2 separate regions of the Drosophila melanogaster genome follow, and region 1 is linked to region 2. The links are chromatin contacts, called in public Hi-C maps. All regions are on one chromosome and are shown on one strand. The core of a region is the stretch at or near the end of the contact, and the rest is flanking DNA. Distances in the headings are between cores, read along the strand shown. Region 1 holds the start of glec (gliolectin). Region 2 holds the start of tara (taranis).

What was found. A called contact is a pair of places that touch in the nucleus more often than the background predicts.
Region 1: a Hi-C map of the Kc167 cell line shows a contact between it and region 2, with 3 times the contacts expected there.

Annotation. Positions count from the first base shown.
Region 1 is chr3R:21,854,750-21,858,758 of dm6, reverse strand. glec (gliolectin) reads left to right here and starts at 2,493. Exons shown (of 2, transcript NM_079719.3): 1 at 2,493-3,359. The coding sequence starts at 2,840.
Region 2 is chr3R:16,224,180-16,228,671 of dm6, reverse strand. tara (taranis) reads right to left here and starts at 3,021. Exons shown (of 2, transcript NM_080255.3): 1 at 2,233-3,021. The coding sequence starts at 2,256.

The sequences.
Region 1 (4,009 bases), core at 1,244-3,743, 5.6 Mb before region 2:
ACCGGATCTGCAGTTGTTGTTGCTGCCACGCGCGCCCATATTGCATATTGCACACACAGCAAGAACAAATGAAATGGAAAAGAAAACATCTGGCAGGGGGAGGAGAAAGCAGAAATGAGGGGACACAGCCCGGGCTACTACTTAATGAGTTCATTTATTAATTAGACGAACGTGACGTCAGCACGGACGGAAAACGACGAAAACCTCGGTGTATCTCAAACTCCCTGCGTTACGTTCCGACACTAAAACAGCAGTTAACCTTATGCGCAGCGCGTGCGACAGTTCCATTGATCGGTTGCGTTGGCTCCTGGGTTCATTCATTTCATTATCATTCAATGGTTTCTGACCTTTTGAGCCGGGGTTACATGGTACGTGGCCCATAAACTAATTTCTGCCAGCCAGTCGGCGGAAAACAGCTTGAGTTTTTCGCAGACAAGATGCGTGCGGCGGAAGTGACGACGGAAAAGTAGCCCATCAGTAGACCCAGACACGTACCCAGAAAACATCTGAAAGATACAAATATACGCGACGACATGCATTCGACAGTGAAAAATCAGCGCAGCTACGAGATATTAAAAAAAAAACAAAGCTGAATCGCAGTTGTTGAAATGGTAGAATGGAAATCTCTTTTGAAACTTTCACACATTTCCAACTGCATTGTTACCCTCTCGAGTGCCACGTCATTATGTGGATTTTTTGGCGCGAGGGTTGGTTTTTGCACAGACCTACTCTGACACGACCTGTGCCACCGATCCACCCGATCCGATCCGATCCTATCCCATCCCATCCCATCCGATCCTCAACCCCTCATTCACCTCGCGAGCAGGTAGTTGCCAATCCGAATTGGACATCGCGCCAAAAAATATATGAGGAAGGGATATCAATCTTCTATACAGTAATCTCCGGAAACGCGAAACTTTTACTAAGAGTTGCTGAGATTTATTTAGTTCGATACATGAAAGTAATAAGTGAATAATCTGCAGTAATATATCTAGGAATATATTCAATTGGTATCCCTTCTAGAAACAATACATTTGTTTGTAAAGCAGATACTACATATGAAGATGATAAGAAAGAAAAACATTTATTCATTCTGGCGAAAATTCTTATAAAAGCTTATAAAGCCAATACAGACACCATCTGTATCCCTTTGCGAGGGCCCACTGTACGCCTGAAAACAATAATAAATCGCAATCCTTTGGGCGCGTCCTTTGTCCGGGGCACTCTTTAAAATGACTAATCGGTCAAAGAGCCAGACGAAATGGGCCTGAAGACTCCTCCGATTCGAGGTAACACCAGCTGCGCCTCCTAACCAACCACCAGTGGAGTGGGGGCCAGTTTATCGGTTCGGCTGACTCAGCATTATTGAAATTGAAATGACTTGTGGTCCACATTATTTACTACTACCAATACCACTACTACAACCTACTACCTCTATTTCTATGCGGTTTTCACTTTCGTTTGTTCGAGATACGCTTGAATTGCCGCCGCAGGCGCGAAAGTTGTTTATGATTTTTTGTTGACTATTTTGAATTTTTCGTATTCCTGTCGCTGGCAATTTGTTCTAGCCACGTCTGGCCGCCAATTAGGCCGTTTAATGCCGCATGAAGCCCGACTCGACCTTGAGTTAGGGCCCAAAACGCGCTAACATATCAGTTAGTTAGCGTTTAGCTCAGTATTTGTGCGAGGTAAATAGCAACGAGCCAGCAGTCCCTAGCATAACTAATTGTATTTACACGGCCTATAATTGGCACACAAAAAACGGATTCACTTTCCGTAATTGTTACATGTAAATATCGTAAGTATAAGATGAGCAACTGCATTATTCTGAGCTAGGAATCTCTATTTGCATGGGATACATTTAATAGTGAGGTGTGGCATTGTGTTTGAGGTACTGCATGTTGGCATCTCAAATTGGGTGTTATGATGTCATCGATTTAATTTATAAACTACTTGGAATTCATCATATGTTTGCTTGCAATGCAATTCAGTTTGATGGCCAACCTTGAGTAAAAAAAAAAATACGAACTTGGAGATATGATATTTTTCTTAATTTTAAATTTCTAAAATTTCACTTCAATTCATTTGAACATCAAGGAAGTAAATGTAATTTATGACGTCATCTCAGTAGCCAGAGATGTTCCCTACTCGCGCCACCTCTCAAAACTGCTGCAGTTAAAAGTGCAATAGCGGTGCTAGGAAACAATTTTTATGGAAATAAACATATATTATAAGCATATTGAATATTATAGCTTCGATGTATAATTTTTGAAATATTTTCTAGATCACTTTCAAGTATGTTTTTCTGTGCATTTCACCCTAATGTTAATGATACCCAAATGTAAGAGAGCGTAAAAATGCTGAAGAGAGTCACGAAAGAGCGCAGAGTGACCGTTTCGGCGGGCCAAAAGCGAAAGTAAAGCGTTATCGATGCGGGAGCAACTGGTCACACTGCGCCATATAAGCTATATAACTTGCTGAATCCCTGGTCTCTGCGCGATTCAGTCTTTGACTCTCCACCAATTCGGTCGCTTGCGTTTGCTCCAGCTGCGTTCTTTTCGCTCTCTTTGGCTCGCGTGAAAGTCGTAAAGTTCAGCTAGCTCTCTACGATACAGAAAAAGAAACGCATACAACAAATTCGCCAGCGATAGAAAACCGATTTAAACTGCAATTGCAATGCCTAAAATGCGTACGTGAGTTTCGCGCAGTGATCGCTGTGAAAGTTCAAGTGAAAGCGGAAAGAAGAAACAAAGCGAGAATACTTCAAAAGCAATAAACCAAAAAGTGCAAAAATACCTAAAGTTTAAACAAAGAAAACAAGTTATACAAAACCATAGCCATGTTGTGTCCGCCAATGGCCCTGGGCCCATTTCTCGCCGCCCCCGTGCCACGCCCACCGCCCAGCGCATCGGAGAAGAAGAGAATCTGTCGGAACCTATTCAATAACGCTCCCGGGGACTCGAATATCGATCAGCTGTTGGCCCAGGAGCAGCACACGCAGAGATTATACGTTAAGGAACGCTACGGATATGACATCCAGCTGGAATCTAATCGGGATGCGGATGCGAATACGGATGCGGATGCTGATACGGATGCCCATTGTCAGGTCCTGCGCGGAATGCGGTATCCGACCTCAAGGACGATATCCAGCACCGATGCCGATGAGTGCAATCCAAAGGCAGTCAGCCAAGCGCCGAGGGGCATGGCCCTGACTCCCGCCCAGATCTCCGCCAGCGCAAAGCTGATCCTTCAGAAATGCCCGGAAAGCGATCGCAAAAAAAGCAACGGCAGTGCGGATTTGGCCAACTGCACGCGACATGGCCAAAAGCCATATGCGAGGCAGCCACAAGGCCTCAAAGGTAGGTTTTTTTTTTCCATGATTTGCATGTTTTTGTTTCACCTGAAACGCTGGGTGCTTGCTCAAAATATACGAATAATGATTACTCTTTGGTTCCAAGTTATTAAGTTTAATATACTTTCAAGTTATTGTTAAATTTTCCCAAAGAATCAGAGCAGAATCAGAATATAGTGAAATCTCTAAAATTAAAAAAGTCTCCTTCGAATTATCTCATACATTTCCTCGGTTTTTGTACGTATGTTCTATTTACTAAGATCCCATGTACTTCTTATATAGATGATCCAATAAGCAGACACCTGATTTTAGTTGCATTTTCCGTTGTTCCTTCCTCTTGCAGTCTCTGCTTTGTGCTCGTCCTTTGCCACAGTCGTCACCCTTATAAAATTCCTCCCCTTAGTTGAAAAAAAAAACCACCCTTATTTTCTGATTTTCCTAATTTCGTTTTTCCCCTTCTGCGTCGATTCTTATTGTCACTTCTTTCCTACCAGTTTTTATTCTCTTTATTTTGGCTAGTTTTTCCGATTCTTTGTTCGTTCATTCACGTGCGTAGGGATTTATCTCTTTGGTTACTCGAAAGTGAATTGGGATACATTTACATATCTGATGAATAACAGAAAACTCAAAAAAGTATTATTGTTTGGCCCCATTGCT
Region 2 (4,492 bases), core at 1,772-4,271:
TAAAACATCTACATATGTGCAAACGATGATGTTAACGATAATGTTGAAATTGCATTAAAACATATTAATAACAGAATTTTATGCACAGTGCATAAAAGTTTACAAGTTTTTAAGATTTTATGCCACTCATATAATCAGTTTTAAATATTTTTAATTTTGAAGTAACATATTTTTAATGAAATACGAATACAAAAACCGTTCTTTAAATGCGCAAAATAAAATGTAGAACTCGAATTCCCAATGGCGGCAATTGTTCATTCACCACATGTTTGCGGTTCGAGTTAGAGATTTTTGCCTGTATTTATAGCCCGGAAAAAAGGGTTCGTCCGCCGCCGGCTGCTGCCCCTCTCCCCGTGAATGTGTTTCGTATCCGGGCTTTTTTATGATACGGAAACTGACCTAAGGTATGCGACGGGCATTTGCATGGGACCGATAATGAAAATGAGTTGCCGGGGTGCCACGCCCACTGCCATCCCCCAGAAAGGAGCGGAACAAGCGCAAGTCATGATGCTATTATTATACAACGTTCGGACTTTGGTACGTCACTGTGTCAAGGACAAGTGGATTCCATTGCGGTGTGTATGTGTGTGTGTTTGTGCGTAAATTGGTAAGAGGGGACTGGTACGTGTATTTATTGTTGATTTTCCGTTTTACGACCTTTGCCCTTGTTAATCATTTATGTGGAGCGGTCGAATTTGTTGACTTTTTAACAACAGACTTTTCCAAGGCTTGGCTAAATATACCTCATTTACCCGTTCTTTTACCTAAACACCTCAAATAAAAAATTGACATTACACATTTGTAACATTACCAAAAACCCATTAAAGAATGTGCACGTATGTACATACATATGCAAGCTTGATCACAAGTACAAACTATTAACTAAAAAGTTTGGGAATATTATTTTGTCTTAACATTTTTAAATAAATTGCTACCTGACAAATTCCTGGTAGCAAACATTTTTCTCAAAGCCGGCATATCTACATATCTTGCATCGAACACTTTGTCCAATTGTGGGTCAAGTTTATTTCAAAAATGTATTTCCTCTTCGGTTTTTATTTGTTTGCGGAACTTGGAAGTGAAGCCTGCAAAGAATCTTAAATGCCAATGCACTTTACATGCCCCGAACCAACCGCACCGCCCCATGCGATTGCCACCCCCTCGACGTGTATGACATTTTTGCCGTTTTTGTTTTGCTCGCCGGCTTCTACGCCTCTACCACCACAATCACCATCACGTCCGCACCACCCACCGCCCCCCTTTCATCATCCATCATCACAAAAACTTTCATTTAATTGCTGCAAGCGGTAGAAATAAAGAAAGAAAACAAAGAGGGAGAAAAAACCTTGATGTTGTTGGCTTTTGTTTACTTGGCTTCGATTGCGATGGGGGCTTGTCGGGAAAGACCCCAACTTGGGAATGGAAATCGTATCTGAATCGGAATCGGGCATCGAGAATCGGGGGATTCGAGGGAATCGAGCAAATGGCTAGCTGACGACGCGTGCTGTGCGTGCCTACTACAAATGCCCCACATGGATGTGCGTGCTGCTCCGCTGGAGGCACCCATCCTTGACCCCCCGATGCTCACCCCTCGTGGCGCCCCACGCCAATCCATTGAACATTTCCCGGCCGTAGCCAAATGACTTTTCAATTGGATTCGCCGGTAAACGGCAAAGGAAACAAGCGCATAAAGCGTAAATGCCGATAGAAGAAACTCAAGAATCAAAACAAAGATAGCGAATGCACCTCACATGTGTACTCAAATGCAATCATATCATACACCGCAATGAACCATACATATGTGATAAGAATGAAGCCAATAAATGTAGGGAAACTGAATGTTAATAATAAGGTGACACCATACAACCATATGATTGATAATCAAATCTAAAAACATTGGTATATTTCTAATATTTTTAGGAAATGTATATTTTCTTATAATTAGATTGCATAGCTTTAAATTACGAACGATCACTTTACATTTTAAAAATACCATTATTAGATATTATATGTCGTAAGTTCAGCTCAGATATCACATTATATGCTGGACCAAAATTGAAATAGTATTTTCTGATCAAAATTTGATCATTTCAATTTAGATTCAAGTGTAGTCCATCTAGAGCTAGAACAAACACGATGACAATAACCAATCGATGGCCAATATCATTGGACAAGATCAAGGTCGGTACTTATAGAGTGAGCCATAGTAAGGCCTTATCACGATCTACTCACATTGGATTCCGTCCACATTTTCATGGTTTCCTGCGAAGTCTTGAGGAGGTAATCTCGGCTGGCAATAATTTAAGTTTGGCGCCTTTTTCTGAGTCGCTGGTTGTTTTGGGTTCCGTGGTGTTCCTTAGCCCCAGCTCCACATGTTTGCGGGTTTGAGGGTGATGGGGAAGTCGATCGTCGGGCCAAGAACGATTCACTATATAACACACACAAAACACACACGCTCTGGCACAAACACACATGCAGACCGCTGGTCCGATGTTTTTGTTTTTGGCGCTGTTGTTCAACTGGGAAAAATGGGGAAAATCGCTGTGGAAAATTTACGTAGTTTTTGCTCGGGCTCTGTGGCTTTGGCCGAGCGCCTTTGGCGTCGTCGTCGCTGGTCGCTTGGCGTCTTGTTGTGCGAAGTGCAGAGTTCGTACTGAATGCTTTCGGCCTGGCCAACACACTCGACAGCCGGGTGGCCAGGGTTGCCGTCGCCGCGCCTGGAAAACTCTCTGCGCTTTGGCAACTCTGCCACATGCGCGCGTTGTTGTTGCCAGCTTTTCCGCCTCGAATTTTCGTATTTTCAGTTGCTCTGTGGAAAGCCACCAGGCTGGGACACAATCGGGCGAAAGCCATGGCTCCAATCCCAATACCAAAACTCAGACCCACAATGCTTTCAATGTACCATGCCTTCCGCCCTCTCTGCTTCGCCCCAGCTCCACGTTTTCATCATTTCCTGAACTATTTTAGTGGGCCCGACCAACAAACAAAGCCAACTCGCCTTGGCTCGGTTCAATTCGGATTGCTTCAGCTCAGCTCGTATGGGTTTTGCTTTGCTTTGGCCGCTTTGCTCGTTTTCATAAAGTCGATAATTGTGATTGGCGCCTAACGGTTTCTGCACGAAGCCAAGTACACAGATGTATCGATAATATTGGATCTTTGTTCATAATGGGGGATCGATATTTTTGTGCTGGAAATCGAACTTCTGCAGCTTGTGAAGAATTTACAACCATTCCTTTAACTTATACGCAACGTAAGCGCCTAACTAAACTTCCTCTTTTTGGCTTTGTAAATAAATAAAGATCTCCAACAGATTATTGACGATTTTGTAAGATGAAAACTGAATGCTACAAATATTTCCATATTTTTGTTTCTGCAAGGGTAACAGGGCGTGTATGATTGATATAGCGAAAATCATCTTATTAATGACTTTGGTAAGAGGCGGAACAGAAATACATTTTTCGGAGGATCGGTATACGTGTGGGTTTGGTAAATAAAATTGCAAAGTTTGTACAAACGATCCTAAATTACTAAGTCCTTAAAAGAAATCATAGAATTATCTAATATCTCTTATATATGTAGTTTTAAATGATGATCAAATAAATTTATTTCGAATCAGTTCAAAGACGATCCTAAGTGCTCATATCATCTTTTCTGATTGCAAAGGCTGGTGGCATAACGTCGCACCTGATATCGGCGACTTTTATCAGTTGACAGTGAGTCAGGTGCTCTGCGGAGCGAAGCGACCACAGTGCCGAACGACCTTTTGCTGACTGATAAAAGTGGGCGATTTGGGTGGCTAGGCTCTCTTTCCCCACACACAGTCACACTTACGAGAGCAATTCCCCACCCTCCGACCCCGCTGACTGCTGATTGCTTTGCTTGCTTCGCTGCACACACACACTCGCACACCCAGTGCTTAGGAGAGAGTTGGGTGGCTCTTTGTTTGGCCCACGCTCTCCCACAGTTACCAACCGTCATCCACCTCCCTCTTTTCCTCTCTCTCTCTCTCTATGTCATTTATGAGAGCCAGGCCGAACGAAGAGCCGAAGTTTCTGCTGCCAAGGCAAAAGCTAAAGCCGCACTTAAACAAGAATGGATAATAAAATGGTTAAAAATTCTGATAAAAATTGATCAGGTAGAAATATTCTAAGTTATATGAAACTTGTTCATAAATTTAGGACATTATGCAAACGCTTTTTTTTAGTTCATGAATAATTGGTTTAGCAAAAGTTTTTGTTGAGTGTAATGCCGGATTTCTAGTTCTGTCGTGGTCGCTGCTTTTGTCGCTGCCTCTGCTTCTGTCGCTGCCTCTGCTGGCGGAAAACTCCTGGTCCAAAGGCAGCCAAAACAACCGTCGACGGATGACGACGTTTTCCGACTAACAACGGACGCGCATTTTCCACCGTTTCGAGGCAAGAGCGCATTGAAATTTGTGCGACGCAGCGCAGCCTCGAAATTGGCAAAAGGGGTTTTTTTTTGTGGGGATTTGAAA